Linked DNA regions of Gossypium hirsutum: region 1 is linked to region 2. Evidence: chromatin contacts called from public Hi-C data. All regions are on one chromosome and are shown on one strand. Each heading gives the region's core, a stretch centred on a gene start, on an enhancer-like site or on the middle of the called end of the contact. The rest is flanking DNA. Distances are from core to core; before and after follow the strand shown.

Region 1 (3,217 bases), core at 521-3,020, 230 kb before region 2:
CTTTTTACCCAAGACGTTGTGTGGTGAGATTAAGAATATTATTGCCAAGTTTTGGTGGCAAAAGGGCCATGGAAGAAGGGGTATACACTGGTGTGCGTGGAAGAACCTTTGTACTTAGAAGGAAAATGGAGGTCTTGGGTTTCGAAATATTAGCCAGTTTAATATCGCTATGTTAGCTAAGCAAGGGTGGCGCCTTATTAATTATCCAAATTCGTTATTGGAAAAAGTTTTTAAAGCCAAGTATTATCCAAGTTCAGATTTTTTTTTTAATGCACAATTGGGTAACTCACCATCACTTACCTGGAAGAGTGTCTGGTTTGCAAAAGGATTGTTACGAAATGGGCTGAGTTGGAGAGTTGGACGAGCAACTGGAATCTCAGTGTGGAATGATCAGTGGATACCAGGAATTGATACGGTTGTTAAGAGTCACGAAAACAATAATGAAGTCCAATTAGTTTCAGATTTAATTGATGCATCAAATAATATGTGGAAGTCTGAACTAGTGCTAAGTACCTTCCCAGCAGACACTGCCCAAAAGATTTTGCAAATCCTTCTAGCGGAACTCCAAGGAGTTGATTTTCGGTCAGAAGTGCCTACAAACTATTACAAAGCACTAGCTCGAATCCTAACAACTTATTATTACATACCGATTTAAAAAATTTCTACAAAAAGCTCTGGAATTTACAGTTACCCTCAAAGATTACTATTACAGTTTGAAGAGCATCATGGAACTATATGCCTACTCTAGTTAATTTGCGATCTAAACGAGTAGTCGACACTGCTGTTTGTTCTCGATGTAGATCTGGGGAAGAAGATTTATCACATGTCTTTCGGTACTGTCATGTAGTAATAGAAGTTTGGAAAATGTTAGATCTTCCTTGGGTTAATAACTTTTTGGTTCAGAGGTTCTGGGGCTGGCTTACTTGGATGTTCCAAAAGAGAACTCTCAAAAGGTCGATTGCTTTGCTGTGGCATATGGGTCCTGTGGAGGTCAAGAAATAAGCTCATGCATGAAAGAAAAGTTGAGTAAGGAAGAGAGATAGCATCAAAAGTTCAAAGGTATTTGGCTGAGATTGATGGTCTGGCAGAAAAAAGGAGTACCTTGTGTACGACTACGAGGGCCATTCAGAGAGATACGAGTTCTGGGATGACGATTCACTTTGATGCTACTTTTAACCGAAGGGATTTCAAATCGATGGCAGGCCTGGTGGTTCAGGATCAGATGGGAGTAATTCTTGTTACGAAGACGGTCTTAAATTCAAATGTTTCAACTTCTTTTACAGCAGAAGCTTATGCAGGTCTTCATGCGATTAATCTTAGACTTTCCCTGGGTATACACTCAATTACGGTAAAGGGGGATTCACGAACCGTCATAAAGAAATGTCAAACATCGATGCAAGATAAGTTAGTTATAGGAGAAATCATCAGTGATATTCAAAAAAAGTCGGAGTTTTTTCAAGAAATCATGTTCCAATTTATTAATAGAACCGAGAACATCTCGGCTCACAAAATTGCAGAAGAAGCACTAAGAAGGGAGAAGAAACACACCTGGAAGGAGAGGCACTACACCGCCTTTATGTGCGTTCCGATGGAAGATGGAGTAGGCTCCCAGATTGAGAATGACTTTCTGAAAGAAATTGAAAAGCTATCAAATGCAACAATAGGTTTTTTGGAAATGAAAGGACGATTTGTAAATGGTGTCCAGCTACAATCTGATTCGACTAGTAATTATTACCCTAGGTTTTCTATTTTCGTAGCTTTAAGTATTCTGCTTTCCACTAGTTTTTCTCTTTCTTTTATTTTTATTTAATGGACCGGTTGGGGGTATACCCAGTAGGCCCACGTTTTAGCATCCAACTTCTGTTATTGTTTAATTTAAATTAATGGCTAGTCGATTTTTATTCAAAAAAAATATATGTTTTTTAAGTAGTAAAAAATTAAATAAACTATTTAATTTTTAAATCATTATTAGAAAAACTTTATTGAGCTATTTAAGATTTAACCATATTTTTAAAATTTTATTTTTAACACTATTTTAATTTATTAAATCATTGTTCTTAAATTAAAATGTTTTAATTAATCAATTCTGTTTAAAAAAATAAAATATATTAGTTATTTATTTGAAATTTGTTTAAAGATATTTTAAATCATTTTTAATAGTATTTAATTATACTGTTAATTTTTTTCTGACCGTTTTAATTTTTAAAACTGCTTTTTAATTTTTACTTTTATTTTATTTTTTTGAAGTGTAGAGGCCCAATTTAGCCTGGGGCCCATAACCCAGAAACCTAAAATCAAGAAAATCAAAATAATAACAGTCCATTGTTTTTTTTTACAAGACCCATTAACAGCCCAAAATACAAAAAGAAACCCTAAGCCCATGGCCCAAAACATAAACAAATTTTCGGATGGAAAACCCTAGCCCCTAGCCTTTGCACCGCGAAGCTCCTCAATTGGTGTCAGCACCTTCTCCGCTGCAACACTACCACAGACCTGCAAACAAGCCGACAAAGAACAAAAATGGAGTAGAGAGACACGCAAGACAAAGCAGAAATAGTAAAAAGTAAATAGTAACAAAGAACTTTTGTTATCGACTATAAAGCCAACAAAAAACGATTGTAATCAAGGGGAGACTCTTAAATAAAAAAAATCAGAAACTAATATCTCAAAGGTGCCTCTTTTATTTTATTTTTCTTCATTTTTGTTTGAAATAAAGCATAAATAATAATAAAATCTTACCGTGGTTCGCTCTCTGTCGCGGTTGTGAATCTCCGGTGACCCAAACGTCACAAAACCCACTCGGGTTCCGATGAGGGACGAGGAAGCGACGAAGATGGGAGTTTTCTCTGCTTGCGATTCAACCACTATTTCATTTTTTGTATTGTGTTTTCTGCCTTAAAAATATGTAGTTTAAATATACTTTTAAAAAAAAAGAAGAGGAAGAGAGAAAGCTTACCCGAACATGGCTTTGAAACAAGGTTGAAAGACCCATTTTTAGCCGTTGTTGACCACCGAGTGTGGTGTGTCTTGGTATTGCGGTAGAGGGAAAAATCAATCGGCGCAAGGGGATTAGAAGGAAGCCCTAGCAGATTAGATTTTGTCAGATTTGGTGCAAATGGTTTTAGCAAACAAAATTTATTGGTATTTTTAGATATAATGAAATGTCACCATTTGGATAAAGGGGTAAGGGTCTGCGCATTCATTCCTAGAATGGTTT
Region 2 (3,133 bases), core at 563-3,062:
AATACTTGTAACAGCGAAGTCAGGTTGGTTTCTGATTTAATTAATGCACAAATACGAGAATGGAAAATTAAGCTTATTAATTCTACCTTCTCAAGGGATGATGTAGATAGAATTTTGAAAATCCCCTTGGCCATGGAAGCACAAGATGATACGATGGTGTAGGAGGGAGAATCTTAAAGGGAATTTTCGGTGCAAAGTGCCTACAAAGTATTACATAAGGGTTATACTAATCCTACTTATTAATAAACCAAAATGAAAAGCTTCTACAAAAAAATTATGGAACAGTAATATTCCAGCAAAAATTAAAATTTTCATTTGGAAAGTTTATTGGAATTTCATCCTTAATCTAGCTAATTTATCCACTAAAAGACTGGTGACAGAGACTGCATGCCCAAGATGTGAAGGGATTGCTGAGAATGTTGACCACCTGGTACATGACTGTCCTGTTACAAGAGAGGTCTGGATAAGTTTAAATCTCGAATGGATATTAACAAGAATCAACATGAACTATTGGGAATGGCTTACCTAGGTATTCAAAAACTATACTGGGTCGCAGTGTCGCTTATTTTGCTACTCATTGTGGGCGATTTGAACTGATAGAAATAAGGGGTTATTTAAGGGGAAGAGAAGTATGGGCTGTGATACTGATGCATGGGTTTCAAGATATGCAAGGAAATTGACGAGTGTGAGAATAGTAAACTGACTAAAGAAATCGTACCTGTTGAATAGTGTCCCCCGAATGGGTCCGACATTAAAGTAAATTTTGATGCAGCCTTTGATGAGGCACACTATGGCAATCGTGTGAATATTCCTAAGTATCTGATGTAATTCTAGATGGTTCAACGGGTAAGTAAAGGTAGTTGGCAAGGCATGTGTTTAAATGGATGATTGCTCATAAACTTATGAAAGGTAAATTTGGATGAATGCAAATGAATTGAAGGAAACTATATGATTATGTGATGAATGTTATGTTCATGAAGATTCATTTGTGAAATGGTTGATTTTATATATGCATTATACATGAGCCTACTAATTTGTGAGTTTGGTGATGCTTATAGGATTGTATTAAGCTTATGAGTATGGTAAAGATGTTATGCGTATTTTATAAATTGAGCTTAAGAATGGTAAGTTATGTTTGAGTTTATATGAGCTTACTAAGCACTAGTTGCTTACGTAGTTATTTTCCTTTGTTTCGTATATTATAAGAAGCTCAATCAGTTGGAAGTTTATCGAAGATCTATTACACTATCCAGCAACCACTTCAGTAGTTTTTGAGTTGTTTTGGCCAAGGTTATAAATGGCATGTACAAGACCTTTTTATAATGAATGTCTTTGAATATGTTAGTGAACAATTTGGTATAAATATGTATTTGGAGTATGTATTTTGTACGTTAGACTTATAATGCTTAGGCAAGTTTAAGTCTTTTGGTCACTTTTAAGTCCTTGTAATATATGGTCCTTTTGGTATGTTTATAGTGAAATGTGAATGGTTAAATTGGTGTCTTTATGTAGTTATATAGAACAGGTTTTGTGTTTGAAATGTGGCATTATAGCCTTGTTTTGATTGAAGTTGTTTTGGTATAAATGTCGTGCATTTGAATAGCATATTGGTTAGGTGGAATAGGTTGATTGAATTGGTATGTTTATATGTGTTTGAAAGATGTTTAGGTCTTTTGAATGTACGCACAAATGGAGTGGTTGATTGAGTATGTTTCGGTCTTGAAATGGCTTGATTATAGGGTCAAATTATAGAGCACGTGGCTTGGGACACCTTGTGTATCAAGTCAATGAATTATACAATCTAGCACATAGTCTATAATACGGTCGTGTGAACTAACTGAGTGAATCAGCGTTGAAGCGAAACCAAAGCTATTCTTTCTCTAATCTGAATCTCTTCAATCAGCAACTGAACAAGAAAACTTACAATTAACTAGTGCTGCTACTAGTCTACTACCTAGGTACTTAATTTGTTCGTTAATAATATGAATTAATCTATCAAACCCTAGAAATTCTAACTCCTCACCGTCTTTGTTAATCGTTTAGAACAGCATTATAGGCAGCTCATAGTCAGCCACGATGCCGTAGTGCTAGGAACTGCTCTCAACGAACGCATCCTCAGCTCTCTTCTTTCTGTTCATCGACTCAAGGTCTTCTTTTTTTCTTTTTCTTCCCATTTACCTGCTGCTATAATATATTTCCTATATTCTTTTCTTTGTTTTTCTTTTAAGTAATTGATTTCTGATCCTAGGTCTTGATGGGTACATCTTAGATTTGTGTACGGATCTGCTGGATATCGTTGCCATTGATTAAGGCAAACACCACGTCTATGCCTATCTTTCTTTTTCTCTCCGCCCCCCCCCCTTCTTCTGCACCATTCCTTATCGAGGTGCCTCTGATTAAGGCATGGATCTGTTACATTTTAACGAGGTTGCTGCAAATAGGATCTGTTTCCCCTAAAATTTTCAATCCTCCTGTAAACAGTAACTGCAACGATGCAATTATACTGAAATAAATCAGTTTAATCTAATCAAGGGATGCCAACTACTGACATCCACCTTTCAAATGTGAAAAATTCTCGTGATCCTGTTTGTATAGTTGATCATAGAAACTCGAATTTTGACTATTCTTTTTTTGAGTAAAATCTCTTTATCGTCTAACCACCCCCAATTGCTTGCACTATGTAACTCTTGAAAATGTTTGTGCTAAGGTAAAGTGAGTCTTCTAGATAAGCTTGGTTTTCCTAAATGCTTTACTTGAGAAAGGAAATGCAACTTGTTTATTCTATAACGTTGATTTCAAAGTAGAAAGTGTCTTTTGTTTCGCTCTTTTTGGAAAATTACAAAATGGTGCTAGATATTTATTATATTACTTTTGTTGTTTGTTCATTTCATTTGGTGTTGTTCATCATGCATTTAGTTTCTGCATATGCATAGGAACGAGTAATATGGAGGAGAGCCTACATCACTCAACCTGATTCAGGTTCCATTTTCTGCATGGTTCAAAGGCCCAGCTAATCTATTGATTTGTTTTCCTTTTTCTATTTATTGATTAATGCCTTTAAATTATTTGTTGGCAGCTCTGGAAGGCAAAGTTGGTGTAACATCTGAAGGTGAAACTGCCAGGTGTAAGAAAG

What was found. Hi-C and Micro-C count contacts between places; a contact is called where the count stands out from the background.
Region 1: a contact with region 2 is called in a Hi-C map of leaf, with 2.1 times the contacts expected there. The contact joins the enhancer-like site here to the promoter of LOC107951918 in region 2. A contact is called at or near these places in 10 of 34 Hi-C or Micro-C datasets (anther, fibers, hypocotyl and 3 more).

What each region holds. Positions count from the first base shown.
Region 1 is chrA02:84,127,999-84,131,215 of Gossypium_hirsutum_v2.1, reverse strand. No RefSeq gene overlaps it. Among protein-coding and RNA genes, the nearest start is that of LOC107951916, 38 kb to the right of the region's middle. Within about 2 kb of position 1,770, at least 8 of the 9 cell types and tissues checked have an H3K27ac peak or open chromatin away from gene starts, as enhancers often do. A contact at or near this core is called in fibers and leaf, where this site is marked.
Region 2 is chrA02:83,901,668-83,904,800 of Gossypium_hirsutum_v2.1, reverse strand. It overlaps LOC107951918 (probable dolichyl pyrophosphate Glc1Man9GlcNAc2 alpha-1,3-glucosyltransferase), which reads left to right and starts at 1,812. Exons shown (of 9, transcript XM_041085018.1): 1 at 1,812-1,958; 2 at 2,044-2,147; 3 at 2,249-2,311; 4 at 3,077-3,133.